Regions from separate parts of the Gossypium hirsutum genome. Here region 1 is linked to region 2. A link is a contact called in public Hi-C data. All regions are on one chromosome and are shown on one strand. The core of a region is the stretch at or near the end of the contact, and the rest is flanking DNA. Distances in the headings are between cores, read along the strand shown. Region 1 holds the start of LOC107891645 (splicing factor U2af small subunit B). Region 2 holds the start of LOC107892575.

Region 1 (7,620 bases), core at 3,787-6,286, 140 kb before region 2:
AGTTTGATTATCTAAAGTTTGTGAGATATAATTATTCTTAATCTTTTATTTACTCTTTAGTATTTGCATGTCTTTTGGATTAATTACAATTATTCAACGTTGTTAAATATTCGGTTGGTATTTGATAACTTAGAACGGTTGCTTTGTCAATTAGAGATTTAGGGTGGGTTTGGATGGGCGATTGGGTGCGGTGCGGTGCGGTGCGTTTAGCTTATTTTTTGTCTCACGCTACAATATCGCTACAGTATCTAATCTCACCGCCACCGCTGCTTTTACACTAACCGCAGGTAAAAGCACCGCCCATCCAAACTCACCCTTAGTTGATTAAGCAATTGTTATAGGGTTGTTTAACAATAAGGAAAGTAATTAATGATGATTGACTTGATTATCGAGAAGGTAACAATATAGTAAGTTGCTAGGCGATTGTTGACAACTAAACCAATTTATTAAAGGACATTGAAAATTATCTTTATATCAACAGTCAAATTATTCAATCAAAACGAAAATTTTACCTTTCGGCTAGAGTTTATCATATTGGTTTTCTTATATTTTATTTTACTATTTCTTTTTACTTTGTTTTAATTTTTATTTTTATTTTTAACCCCATATTTTATTTTATTTGTTAAAGAAATAAAATTATCATCAATTTTTGTGGACATGACCATACTTGTTGCTATCTATTAATTTATATTTTGAAATAGATTTTTATTTTTTTCAGCTTTGACAACCGTACAATTAAATACTTAAAAATATTTAAAATTTATATTTCATTTATCATTATATTAAATTATTTAACTATCATATAATTTTACTAACTTTTTACTTTCTACAATTATGACTATTTTTTTTTAAACTTTCAACCGTAGTTTTTGACTGTAATAGACAACGCAAAATACCAAAAAATATTTTTATAGAGTAATTTTCTACCACTTTTTTCTAAAACCAATTTTGAAAATAACTTTTCAACCTAACCCTAACTGTAGTTTTTAATCTTGTGATGAGCCCCGGATTACTTATTTTTTCCTTTCAAAAAAAATTGTCAAGTCGTTAATAACCCATATGAGAATAATATATTAGAAGCAGAACTAAATTTTACTAAAATTAAAGTGCAACTAATTTCACTAGCACAGGGACTGCGTATACAATTTGACCTAATTATTAATAAATAAATAAAACTAAATAGATTAGTAGCCCTGTAGCAGTTGTTAGGTATTAAGTGTGGCAGAGGTGAGCAGACAGAACAAAGAAATGAGAAGTTAGAAGGGAAACACAGATTTTAATAACTACCAATCACCAAATGTTTCTTCAATCAAAAAACAAACAGGTCCTTCAATGTCTTAACACAAAACATAGTTCTGGGGGTCCAACAAACACCAAACCTGTCAGGTTAACAACTAAATATAACAAATAACAAAGTCTAGCAAATTAAGTAGAGCCTTTGCTAATACCACTATTACTCCTTGCTTGTGGTTAGGACCCAATGCAACAGAGTTGAGAGAGTAGTGGTTGCAGGTGCTTCTTGTTTTCTTCTTTAAGTTAAACCCAAAAGATACTTTAAACCACCAGTTTATTTGGCACCCAATGGACTACCTGTATACACAAATTCCATGATAAAGTTGCAATTAAAATGATTGCTCAGTCCCGAGGAGCAGGAATACCTGAACCTGCAAAACTAGATTAACATTGATAAGTATACCGATTTCCTACAGAAAAATTGTGACTTAAAAAAGAGTTTTGAGGTAGAGATGGTTTAAGGAAATTAGAACCATGAACTTTGATCATTCAGTAGCCTGGACGTGCCATGGTCAGAGTACCTGACTGTAGATTTATGCGCACACACAGTATAAATGCACAAACAAAGCTTTAATCCACATATTTTCCTAATGCTAAAGGCTAAACTAAATATTGAAGGCAGAAAGGTAGCAAGGTTCCACAGAGGAGATTAAGGCCACTAGAAGAGCTTCAAGGGAGTTGTGTAAAAGAAAGTAAATGTATGCTGATTAGCTTAAAACCTCATTTCTCTAGGTATTTTGACTTTTCTTTCTTAATCGTCTTGTTCTAGAAACTTCGATAAAACCAAGTTAATAGAAGAGAAGAAATCGAGGAAAAATATGATAAAACCGGTAAACAAAGAGAGAGGAATTAAACAAACAATTCTAGAAAGAAACTGATTGGAAAGCTGAAAACAAAAAGGGCATGTGTTTGAAACTTCTCAAAGTAAAAGCACACAATCAAGCATCATGATGATAGTTGCAAAAGGCATGGACCTAAATGGAAAAGGCAAAACAAATTTCAAATTCCATATCATAGAATTGTGAACCTGCACTACCTGCACAGTGGAAAATGTGCTTAGTAGAAAGATTTACTGAATGGTTGGTCTTAGCAGAAATATTTCTAACTTCTACTGACTACAGAGAGGGGTTGAAATACAAAAATGATGAAGGAAAAACATTGAGAGACAAACCAGGCAGGGTGATATAATCAGGATTAATGAACTTCTGGAAGTGAAGCCTACTCCTGTTGCTGATAGTTCTTATCATCATTCCGCAAATATTCATTTCTACCATTCTTCTTGTTATTATTGGCAGCATCTTTCTCAAAATTATTTGCATTTTCCTGTTGCTCCCTTTCACGGTTCCATTGCTCAATTTTAGCACGTCTCTCCTCACTGCCTTCACGGATTGGGCTATGATTCCTCTTTCCCCCAGGGCTTCTGCTCCGACCTCTCCGATGACCAGGACTTGTGCTTCTGTGTCTTCTGCTCCGGCTTTCGTGATAATTATCCCTATCATTGTACCGTCTACCATGGTCACGTGAACCATGAGGGCGCTCATCATGGCTACTACGACGCCGGTTAGGGCTTTTGCTTCGGCTATGACTTCGCCTCCTTTTTGACCTCCCAAATAACTGGCGCCTCAACTCCCTAATAAAGATTAACACAATGAAAAGTTTTAGACATACAAAACAATGACCATATAAAACTAAAGCTGATTTAGAGAAACATCCTACCTGCTTATTCTTTTAAGGTGCATAAAATTGCAGTATCCACCACGACTGCAAGTATTCTCATCATACTGCCTACAGGTGGCCTCTCGGAAGTCCGTCACAGGTGAGAAGTCAACAATGATAGGACGGGCTGTAGAAAAGTAGCAAAAAGCTAAGGCAAATTAGTGATACAAGCATTTGTGAAAATGAACTTCCAAAATAACCAATAAATCAAAGCTAATACGAAAGACAACTTAACAACACAAACATCTATTACATATTATGAAAATGCCCAATAATAGAAGCTCATACAAAAGGACAACTCAACAACACAAGAAACTATTACATATTATGAAAAGAAAGAAACTAATACAAAAGGGTAAGGTAACAACACATTCATCTATTGGAATACCAAAATTACTAACGGATGGAACCTAATACCAAAGAATAATGTAACATAGCCAGGACTTGACATTTTGGAAATGACACAAAGTTGAGTTGGTTTGAGGTTTGAATAATCATGTTTATGTCATAATTGTGCCATCTTAAATTTGACACAAAATAATCGTGTTCAAAGTATGTTGACACATCTAACTTGTACATGAACTGTTTCTACATGTTTAATTAATTGTACTAACAGGTTAACCTACATTGCTGAACACATAACCTGTTTAAACTCATTTATAGAGTTATATATTTGAAATACATAAAATAACTTATCATCCATGTTCAAATACGTTTATCATGTATATAAGGCTTAACTTTGTTGTATTTAATCATATTTAAAAGCATTATCCTATAACCTGTATATATATATATATCATGTAATACAAAGGATAGAAGAAGCCAAACCAGCATAAAATCTTCCGCTAAGATTCTTGACTGCATTTGCAGCATGTTCTTCCTCTCTAAACTGAACATACACATTGCCTACCTGTTCAGAAAATTAAGATATCAAACAAATAGAATCCAAACAAAAAATTTTCCGGGAAAAAAAGATTTACCATATGGTCAGCCAAGTTATCACATATGTTCAAACTCTCAATTTGACCGTACTTGCTCAACTCCTCAAACAAATCCTCATAAAAAGCCTGCAAATTCAACATTAAAACACTAAGACTCCGGTTGCCAAGCTACTTTTAAACAATATCCTAACTAAAAATTACTCTACACCAAATCACAGAATCCAAATAGAGAAACAGTAAAGCTTTGAGATTTGAAAAGCTTAAGGAGAAATACCTCAAAATGTTGTTGGATCTTGCGGGGGTCGATAGGGTTACCCTGGGCGTCGACGCCCGGGGTGATCATGTCCGGCCGTTGGTACATGTTGGAGAGAAGGATAGTAGGGCTGATGCTGGGCTTGGTGTGGAGACGCGAGCAGCGATCCCCGTGACGGCACGCGCCTATCTTGAAATAAAAGGGGCAGTTCACTCTGTCCTTTTCAGTCCCAAATATCGACGCCAAATGCTCCGCCATTTTTCTTCCTCTTCCAAGGATCTGTTCCCTTTTTTCTGGTTCTTTTCCGTCGTGGGTTTGATTTGAAGATCAATAATATAGGTGTAAAGTGTTTTCGGTTTTTGGGTATTTGGATAATAACATTACGTTACGTCCAGACTTTCAAGGCCCAGCTTTGGCATCATTCAGATTTAAACAGGGCTCATATACGTACCTTTGGGCTATGGCTATGGTCACATCATTCCAAGGCTAATCATAATCCAATACCATCCTTCTGCAAATCTCCTCTAACTACATTCCATGTAGAACACTCAACCCCATAAACCAAAACCTACACCCCAATTAACTCACACAAAAATATTCAAAAATTCTAAAACTTTGATTAAGTCAATTATTTTTTGTTTGTCTCAGCGGTAACCTCTTACATATTGTTATAAGATAGTGGCAGCCATGAATGACACAATAGATGAGATCCTTATTCCTTACCATATACACATCATACGTGATACACAGCACCCAGTAGGATGGGTTTAATATGTATGCTGCTTTCGAAATCGTTCAATTTTATCTTTTAATTCCAATCAGTTTATTATCCCAAAACTAACTTTAATTTTACAACTTTCAAAATAACTTCACCAATATCCCCCACCTACTCTCACAAGCCTGGAAATGGACAAACTGGATTCTAAATGATTTCACTTTCAGCATAGTAGATAGTAGATGCGGCGGTATATATAAGGATGAATGAGGCTGACCCCATGTCTCAGAAAAATGGACCTAACATGTCCCCCGAATGATGGGGTTGCATAACCAAAAAAAAAAAACCAAAAGGATCCCTATGTATATGTCTTTGTTATAAAATTGAAACATCAAACACCACTCCTAAAAGGCCAAAACACAAGACAGCAAGTTTGAGATGACTTCTCAGCTAACCATTATTGTATTTCATCTTATACTTGAACATCAACCAACTAAAACAAATCAATTTTAACTAAATTCTCACATTTAATCACTTCATCTTATCAGTCCTTTTCTTCATTCATTGCAACACCAGCGGGTCAAATTTTTGGTTTCTTTTGTTTTTTTAAATGAAGTGTTAGCTATGTGGTCCTTGGAGACGAAGTGTGCTTAAATGAGTGTCTCAAAGCCACTCTTTACAATTCTCCCCATCATAATTGACAAAAGATATATACTTTAATGCAATCTGACACATCTTGGCTGTTACATTATAATGCAATATATATATATAATATGGTATGGAGTACCTTGTGCTTTGCAATAATAATACCATTTTGCCTATGGGTGATACTATTCACTTACACTATAGTTGGCAACAGTTAAGGTTTGCAACATAATGTGGTAAAAATATTGTCATCTGATATATATATTATACGTCACGTGTCATTGTCTAGTTATTTCATCAGTCATGTTAATTTTTTAATAATTTAACAAATAATTTATTTATTTTTCTAATAAAATAATATAATCTAAAAATATATATGAAGATGAAAGACTTCATATTCTTCACCACTTTAAATCCCGTGATTTTTTCTCATCAAATAAAAATGAGACTTTACCTCATTGACACAAAAGGTTCAAAAATTTAAATAGAAAATTTATTTTATTTTATTTTCTTTAAAACAAATTGTCAGAAAACTTAATTTGGAAGTTTCCCTAAATCTATGACCAGCAATTAAATATTGAATTACTTTCATAAGGCCAATTATTGTTTGTCAGTTTTTGAAGAAGAAAAAAACAGTAATTTGCAGGCCTCAGTTCACTCAATTAAAACCTTTCAACCTACTCTCTTATATTATATAATTATCTCTCCCCACTTGTTAACCAAAATTTAATGAGGCTTCTACATAAAGTAACATACATTTAGCTTCATTTTAAGTTTAATGTTCCAATATGTTGGGTTTTTTTTTCCACTCAATGAATAGAGCTAGATTCCTAACTTGAAAAAAAGGTAACTGAAATTTATTTATATATATATTAGAGTAAACTATAACATTAATCACTAAATTATGAGTAAATTTTTATTTCGATCACTTAATTGAAAAGTTACAATTCAATTACTAAACTATTCAAAAGTTTTCATTTAAATCACAGAGCTATTAAAATCGATGTTATATGACTTTTTTTTGTTTGCACTGTCTGCATCAGTCGTAAGTTCTTTTTCTCCTCTTCTACAGTTTAGTTTTTTTTTCATGAACCAATTTTAGATGTCACGAATCTACAAACCAAAATTCAAACAATTTTTTTCTCCGATCTTCGACACTAATCGTCAAATCAACTTGGATTTAAGGCATGCTATTCTACTCATTGATGGGTACTAATTCACTGGACCAATTGTTGAATAGTTGCTTTGAGCTCGCTAGCGGAATTTTTTTTAACTTAATAGCCCAATGAGTTAAATAAAAACTTTTGAATAGTTAAATGACTTAAATGAAAACTTTCAAATAGTTTAGTGACCAAATTGTAACTTTTTGAGTTAAGTGATTAAAACGAAAATTTATCTATAAATATTAGTGACTAATGGTGTAGTTTACCTTTTTAAAAAAAAATAAAAAGCAATAAAAATCGACAATACATATTAGTCGTATATAAAATATATGTTTTATTATGAAGTGGGGAGATATTATATTAAAATGATTATATTAAATAGAGATATCAATTGTTAAAATAAATCGAGGAAATTTTTATTTGAAATATATATTAAAAAATTATAATAAATAGGTATGTCCATGTTTTATTATAAAATTTTGTATTAACAAACAAATTAATTTATGAAAAATAATTATAATCAATCATAAAAAAAACAAAACAAAAAAAGACATTAAGTATAGGTCCGGATTGACAACAAAGCTAATTGCTATTGTTTGAGTAATATTATGATTTTTTTTACTGTTATTCAATTATGCAGTCAACTTTAAATTTAGCCAATCATGTTGAACCAATAAAAAAATTACCTGTCAACTGAATATTGTTATTACATAAACATTAATCCAAATTAAAGTAATGGATTAAATCTTATATTTCAGCATAATAGAGGGACTAAAACCAGAAATACTTTAATTCAGAAATCATAATTCTTCCCACAAGCTGCAAATGATTGGGACAAGACATGAAAGGTAAGAATGAACCTGTCTCTTGTAAACTTACCAAGTAATAAAGTGT
Region 2 (6,754 bases), core at 2,028-4,527:
TGGTTCTGTAATTGCTTTGACTCTTCTGGGAGGACAATGTATGAAGGTAACTCCTTTGTTTTCTCTAGTTTCAAAAAATTCCTATTTATTAATTAGTTATGCTTAAGATGATTGAAAATGGTTTCCAATTTTTGCAGGCAATTTACGTGCTCTCACAACCAAATGGGAGTATGAAGCTTTACGAATTCGTTATTATATTTGGGTTCTTGATGCTGGTTTTAGATCAAATCCCATCTTTTCACTCACTAAGGCATATTAATTTGATATCCTTGTTTCTATGCCTTGCCTATAGTGCCTGTGCCGCTGCTGCTTCCATACATATAGGTAATTCTGGAGATACAATAAGAACTTGTTTCCATCATCTGTTTGATTCAATGATTAATTAAACATGGCTTTCTTGTTTGTTTGTTTGTTTGTTATTCCAGGGAATTCTTCAAAGGGACCAAAAAAGGATTATGGCCTGAAAGGTGACACCGAAAGCCGAATTTTCGGAATATTCAATGCTATCGCCATTATTGCCACAACTTATGGCAATGGTATCATTCCAGAAATTCAGGCAACAATTGCACCACCGGTGAAGGGGAAGATGTTCAAAGGGTTATGTGTTTGTTACACAGTACTTATCATTACTTTCTTCACTGTTGCCATCACCGGTTATTGGGCATTTGGCAACCATTCTGAAGGCCTTTTACTCAGTAATTTCTTGGATGATGGGAATCCTTTGGTGCCAAAATGGTTCATCTTGATGACCAACCTCTTTACTATTCTCCAACTATCAGCAGTTGGCGTGGTGAGCGCATATCTTTCCCTCCCCCCTCTTCTTTCCGACTCTTCATTTTTCTTCAGGTGCATGTGTGTCGGGTCAACATAGGTTCATGTATTCAATAATAAAAATCTGGTTTTTGTCACAGGTCTACTTGCAGCCAACAAATGAAGTGCTGGAAAGAACATTTGCAGATCCAAAGAGCAAAGAGTTGTCTGCCCGTAATGTTATCCCGAGGGTAGTCTCGAGATCACTATCTGTTGTTATAGCCACGACAGTTGCAGCTATGCTTCCATTTTTCGGAGACATCAATGCCGTCATTGGAGCTTTCGGTTTCATGCCCCTTGACTTCATCTTACCTGTCATTTTCTTCAACTTGACATTTAAGCCGTCGAAGCGGAGTCTTGTTTTTTGGTTGAATGTTTCCATTGCAGTGGTTTTCTCTGCACTGGCAATTATAGCAGCCATTGCAGCAGTCAGACAAATAGTTCTTGATGCCAAAACTTATAGATTATTTGCTAATGTATGATATAATCCAACCAAGTTTATCAATGGCTGGCCTTATATGTAGTCGATACCTCGTTAAAAGTAAAGGACGGAGAGCCTGTTATGCCATCACATGTTGAATGAATTCAGTGAAATTGCAGAAAGAATCAAATATTTGATTTAAATTGATTTATTGTAATAGCTAAAAGGTAACAACCGGAACTTAAAGGGGAAAAAAACAAGAAAACTCAGCTGTAAGTCTGCAACAAGCAGCTTAATTAAAGTCTATTTCGATTCTCGACCATTTAAATGTCCAAATTCTTGCTTCCAATAAGCTTGTGCTTCTTCGGGTGTCCGAAATGTCCAAATATGAGACTCGGCTTTCTCACGAGCCTCTAGAATCTCCTGTTTTCAGCAGGACCAGTTCATTATGGGGAACAGATAGCACAGGTAAAATGCAACTGCAATTTAAGTATTTTCTACATGGAAAGACCAAATAGTTCAATAAACCTCTCTACAGTTCCTAGTCATCGTTCCGTTTACATGAATGTTATCATCATTAGCATTCATAAAATGACATGCTATGTTTTCTTAACCCAACCCCCATAAACAAATTTATAACACCCAAGCTTCGGCCTTAAGGCACTTCTTCAACTTTTGCCATATCAATAACTCTCTCTTCAATTGTCACCATCAAAATGCATCAAAGACTTCCTTTTTTTTAACTAAACAGTGCGGATGTCAGTGTCTTACCTCTTCACCTAAGAAATAACTGTATTTACTTATTTATATTTCTAGCAATTATTGTCTTTTCAAGTTCCTCACAAACAAACATGCATGAGCTTTTTACTTATTTATATTTCTAGCAATTATTGTCTTTTCAAGTTCCTCACAAACAAACATGCATGAGCTTTTCCACACTCCTTTATTCTGTGTACCTAAATTATTCAAACCATTTAAGCACATATGAAAAAGGTAATCACTCTTTAGCTAAGATGAAATGGTGAGTCTTTTCCCCCCATAAGTTCCTTTGCAATATATCCAGCTTACCCACTTAACCATTTTTGGTTATATCCCAACTGGTAGTCATCTTTTTGTCTTCCACTGTACCTAGTCTTAGTTATCATAGTAATATACTTTGAGATAAAGGTTAAAATCTTTTGAATCTATATTACTCAGCCCCTTCATTTCCCTAAAGCCTTGTTCAACACATATTCAACCATGAGTAAAGGGTATGCTCTTCCAAATATAAGAAATAACTCTAAAAAGAATAAGTATACTCATATAGGACACATATCCGTATAACACAGGTTTGAACTTAGCTAAACATTTTGGAACTTCTCATTAATTCATTATTGAAGAGATGAATTCACAGCATGCGAAACATAACAATAAAATTACGACTAGTCGGTTATTGATATGTAAACCCTAAAAGTGAAAGTGCTATCTTTTTTTCATTATGGTTCAGAGATTTAGGGCACCATTTACAATTCCCAAAAATATGAAAGATTTAGGATACTACAGAAAGACCTAGTTTAACATTACAATTGAAAACAAGCTAATCCCAAGCAATTAGGATTCTCAGTAGAACTTGATATCTTATTTGGATGGCACTCGCAACTAAAATTGAGATTTGTGATCAATGGCTGCTCAAATTGAAAGAGACATTACATTTGTTTGTTGATAGTTCATCTTCGATAAATTCCTCCAATCAACTTTTAGCTTATGAACCACAATTTAAGCATAAGGCAACAACTAAGTAGCTTATTAACAAATTAAAAGCTAAAAAATTAAATATAAATTGAAATAATAGTTTTTCCTTAAATCTTTTTGCAATATTTTTAAATCGGAAAAGAAATTAAAAGAAAGAGGAAAATGAACCTGGAGTTGAGAAGATGGCTTGGTTTTCAAATACAAACAATCCCAAGGAGCACTCCATTTTCCATAGCAATTATCCAAAACTCCTTCTCTGTAATACTGTTGCAATTGATGAACCTGTTGTGAGGGGAAAACTAGTAGGAAAGAAATTCATTGAGTTTTAAGAAAATAGGGAGTTTTGGGGGGTGAGGGAATTATAAGTTTAATTGAAACGGGGAGTTTTGGAGAGATTAGTTGCACGGTGCGTTTTAGTCACAACAGAATTTTACCACGTCATTTTCTTGTTAGTTTCCCTTAAATTGCATGTAATGCATGAGGTAGCGGTTATCGAATGAAAAGGAAGCAAATTCAGCACTCTCTTTTCTCATTCCTTTCTTCTCTTTTCTCAAATTTTTGGTTCGTATTAAAGGTATCAGAGCTTACAACGATCCCTACATAGCTGGAGATGGTGTGTCGACACGTTTGCAAAAGGAGGTCGGGAGTTTGCAACATGACATTTCCAAATTCTAAGAAGAAATAACCCGTTTAGAGACTAAAATGGAGACTCGATTGCAGGAGTTTAAGACTGAGTTTCGGGGAGATTTACAAGCATTGTTGGGTCAGTATTTTGGACCACCACCAACGGTTCATCTGCAAATGTTACGGCAGATAAAGGCAAAGGGGTTTTGGGAGCTCCTCCCGGTTTCTTATCTAAGGATACCGACTTACCGCATGTTCAGACGGAACCATTTGTTACGGATAAGGGTAGTGCACATTTGAGGGATCACTCCTATGTGACGGGAGCTTCTGTTAAACTTAGCAGGTTGGACTGTCCCAAGTTTGATGGTACCGATTTTAGGGGGTGGTGGACCAAACTGGAGCAATATTTTGAAGCAGAAGGTACACTAGAGGCTAGTAAGGTCCGCCTTGTAATGTTGAACCTAGAGGGCCGAGCGCTGGGATGGCACCATTTTTATTCTCAAAGGAGTGGAGGCTTGCAAATGCTGTCCTGGCCAGAGTACATTAAAAGTCTTCAAGATCGTTTCGATTGTGGGCAGTTTGGAAATCCGATGAGGGAATTGGTCAACTTGAAACAACAAGGTACTGTTGAACAGTATCAGGATTTGTTTGTGGGGTTACTGAATCAATTGCATTTACCGGAGTCTTATGTTCTCAGTATTTTTCTCAGTAACTTGAAGGCTAAAATAGGTCACTACTTGGACCTGTTTGAACCATCGACACTGGTGGAAGCTTTCTAGTTAGCTAGAAAGATCGAAGTACTTATTTTTTATTCAGGGAAGGGGCGTACGACTTAGGGGGTTAGCTCACCTCGACCTTTAACCAACACATCGGTCATTTCAAGGTATTCATCTTCTCCTACAAAGACTGTAATGAGTTCTCAATCTGTTAACAATGCATCTTTGAACAAATCAGAGTCTAGAACCATATCCCCAACATTGATGGCTGAAAGGAAACAAAAAGGCCTCTGTTTCTGGTGTGGGGCTAAATACCATGCGGGGCAGAAGTGCATGAAGTCCCAGTTATATCAATTTTTACTCGAACCTCTTTCTGATAGTGAGACTGAGGAATTTCAAGAGTGTTTGGAAAAATTAGAAGAAGCGGGTACTGATGAATGGGGCCTTAAGTCACCGATAATTTTGTTACATGCTCTTACTGGCTTATAGGGGCATAACACTATGAGAGTGGCTGCTCAAGTGGGGGCATTGTGGGCTATTATCCTAGTCGACTTAGAGAGTACACGTAATTTTAATCAAGGCTGGTCAATCGGTTGTCTTTACCAGTGTGGCATCAGGAGCAACTACGAGTCTCAGTAGCAAATGGCAGTTGTTTGTTTACTAGGGGACTATGCAAAGGGGTTACCTAAGAGGTATAGGATCGTAAATTTGAGACTGATTTCATGGTCTTGTCGTTGAAGGGCTGTGATATGGTGTTGGGAGTACAGTGGTTATTAGCACTGGGGGACATCATTTGGAATTTTAGTTCGCTGACCATGCAGTTCAACTTAGCAGGGAAGTCATGTGTTATTCAAGGTATTACTCCTGGTTCATTAGCAGCTGAAAGTGGAGAGCTAAATCCGAAATGTTTTGCAGCAATGGGGCAGTCGATGAGACCTTTTACAGCAGTTTTGAGCTCAATGGAGCCAGTGACGCTGTCAACCAAGAAAGACAAGGACCTTGGGGACCAACTCCAAGAATTGTTGGTGGAATTTGAGGACATTTTCCAGGTTCCAAAAGGATTACCATCTCGTAGGATGCATGATCACAGAATTCCCCTAAGGGATGAAGGGGCAGTGATCAAAATTCAGCCCTACCAATATCCGGCGTTTCAAAAGAATGAAATAGAAAAGCTCATTCAGGAAATGCTTCAGGCTGGAATCATACGTGACAGTACAAATTTGTTTGCTTCCCTTATTATCATGGTTAAGAAGAAGGATGGGAGTTGGAGATTATGTGTGGACTACAGGCAGTTAAACCAGCTTATAGTTAAGGATAAATTTCCTATACTAGTAATTGAGGAGTTATTGAATGAGCTTGGGGAAGCTAGAGTATTTTCTAAATTAGATCTAAGGTCTGTATATCACCAAATTCGTATGTGGGAACTGGACGTATACAAAACTGCATTTTGGACTCACGAGAGGCATTATGAGTTTCTCGTGATGCCCTTTGGCCTCACTAATGCTCCATCCAGTTTTCAGGCTCTCATGAACTCAATTTTCAAGCCACTGCTGCGTAAATTTGTGTTAGTTTTCTTCGACGACATACTTGTGTATTCAACCTCGTGGGAGGAGCATATGCACCATTGGAGGTCCGTTTTTCTTATCTTAAGAGAACAACAGTTATTTGCGAAAAAGTCAAAATGTTGTTTTGGTTCATCTCAAATTCAATATTTGGGACATGTACTGCATGAAGGGACAGTTTTTATGGACACAACTAAGATTGATTGTGTATTATCTTGGTCGCTTCCTCAATCAGTGAAGGAGTTGCGCAGCTTCCTTGGCCTCACGGGCTACTACAGGAGGTTTATACAGAATTATGGTGTGATTGCTCGACCTTTGACTAATTTGCTGAAAAAGAATAGGTAGGAATGGTCTGACCAGGCTACTGAGGCTTTTCAGGCACTGAAACAAGCCGTGAGTACAGCTCCTGTATTGGTGCTTCCTAATTTTCAGCTGGAATTTAGGGTGGACATAGATGCCAGCGGGTTTGGCATTGGGGCAGTTTTGCAGCAACAAGGTAGACCAATGGCCTTCTTTAGCAAAGCTCTTAGAGTGTGCCATCAAGCCTTATTGATCTATGAGAAGGAGATGCTAGCGGTTTTACTGACGGTTCGAAAGTGGCACACCTACTTGGTTGGTCGACATTTCAAAATTCATATAGATCATCAGAGTTTGTTGTTTTTATCGGATCAAGTGGCTATTACTCCATTTCAGCAGCGTTGGGTAGCTAAAATGTTAGGCTATGATTTTGAAGTATCTTACAAGAGAGGGATTAATAACAAGGTTGCTGATGCTCTTTCTCGCCAACCACAGTTAGAACAGTGTCAGTACTATCAGCTGTCAGCTAGCTCAATTATCTCAGGTCTCTTGAAACGAGTGTAAAAATCCTATACTTTGGATGATCAATTACA

Evidence for each region. A called contact is a pair of places that touch in the nucleus more often than the background predicts.
Region 1: a contact with region 2 is called in a Hi-C map of leaf, with 2.4 times the contacts expected there. The contact joins the promoter of LOC107891645 here to the promoter of LOC107892575 in region 2. A contact is called at or near these places in 2 of 34 Hi-C or Micro-C datasets (both in leaf).

The regions. Positions count from the first base shown.
Region 1 is chrD09:37,449,778-37,457,397 of Gossypium_hirsutum_v2.1, reverse strand. It overlaps LOC107891645 (splicing factor U2af small subunit B), which reads right to left and starts at 5,036. Exons shown (of 6, transcript XM_016816489.2): 1 at 4,225-5,036; 2 at 3,990-4,076; 3 at 3,838-3,919; 4 at 3,010-3,136; 5 at 2,465-2,923; 6 at 1,275-1,590. The coding sequence starts at 4,461. The coding sequence ends at 2,512.
Region 2 is chrD09:37,312,153-37,318,906 of Gossypium_hirsutum_v2.1, reverse strand. It overlaps LOC107892575, which reads right to left and starts at 3,277. Exons shown (of 2, transcript XM_041100217.1): 1 at 3,131-3,277; 2 at 1,405-1,654. The coding sequence starts at 3,277. The coding sequence ends at 1,535. LOC107891642 (GABA transporter 1) reads left to right here. Exons shown (of 6, transcript XM_016816484.2): 3 at 1-46; 4 at 138-324; 5 at 426-790; 6 at 912-1,421. The coding sequence ends at 1,292.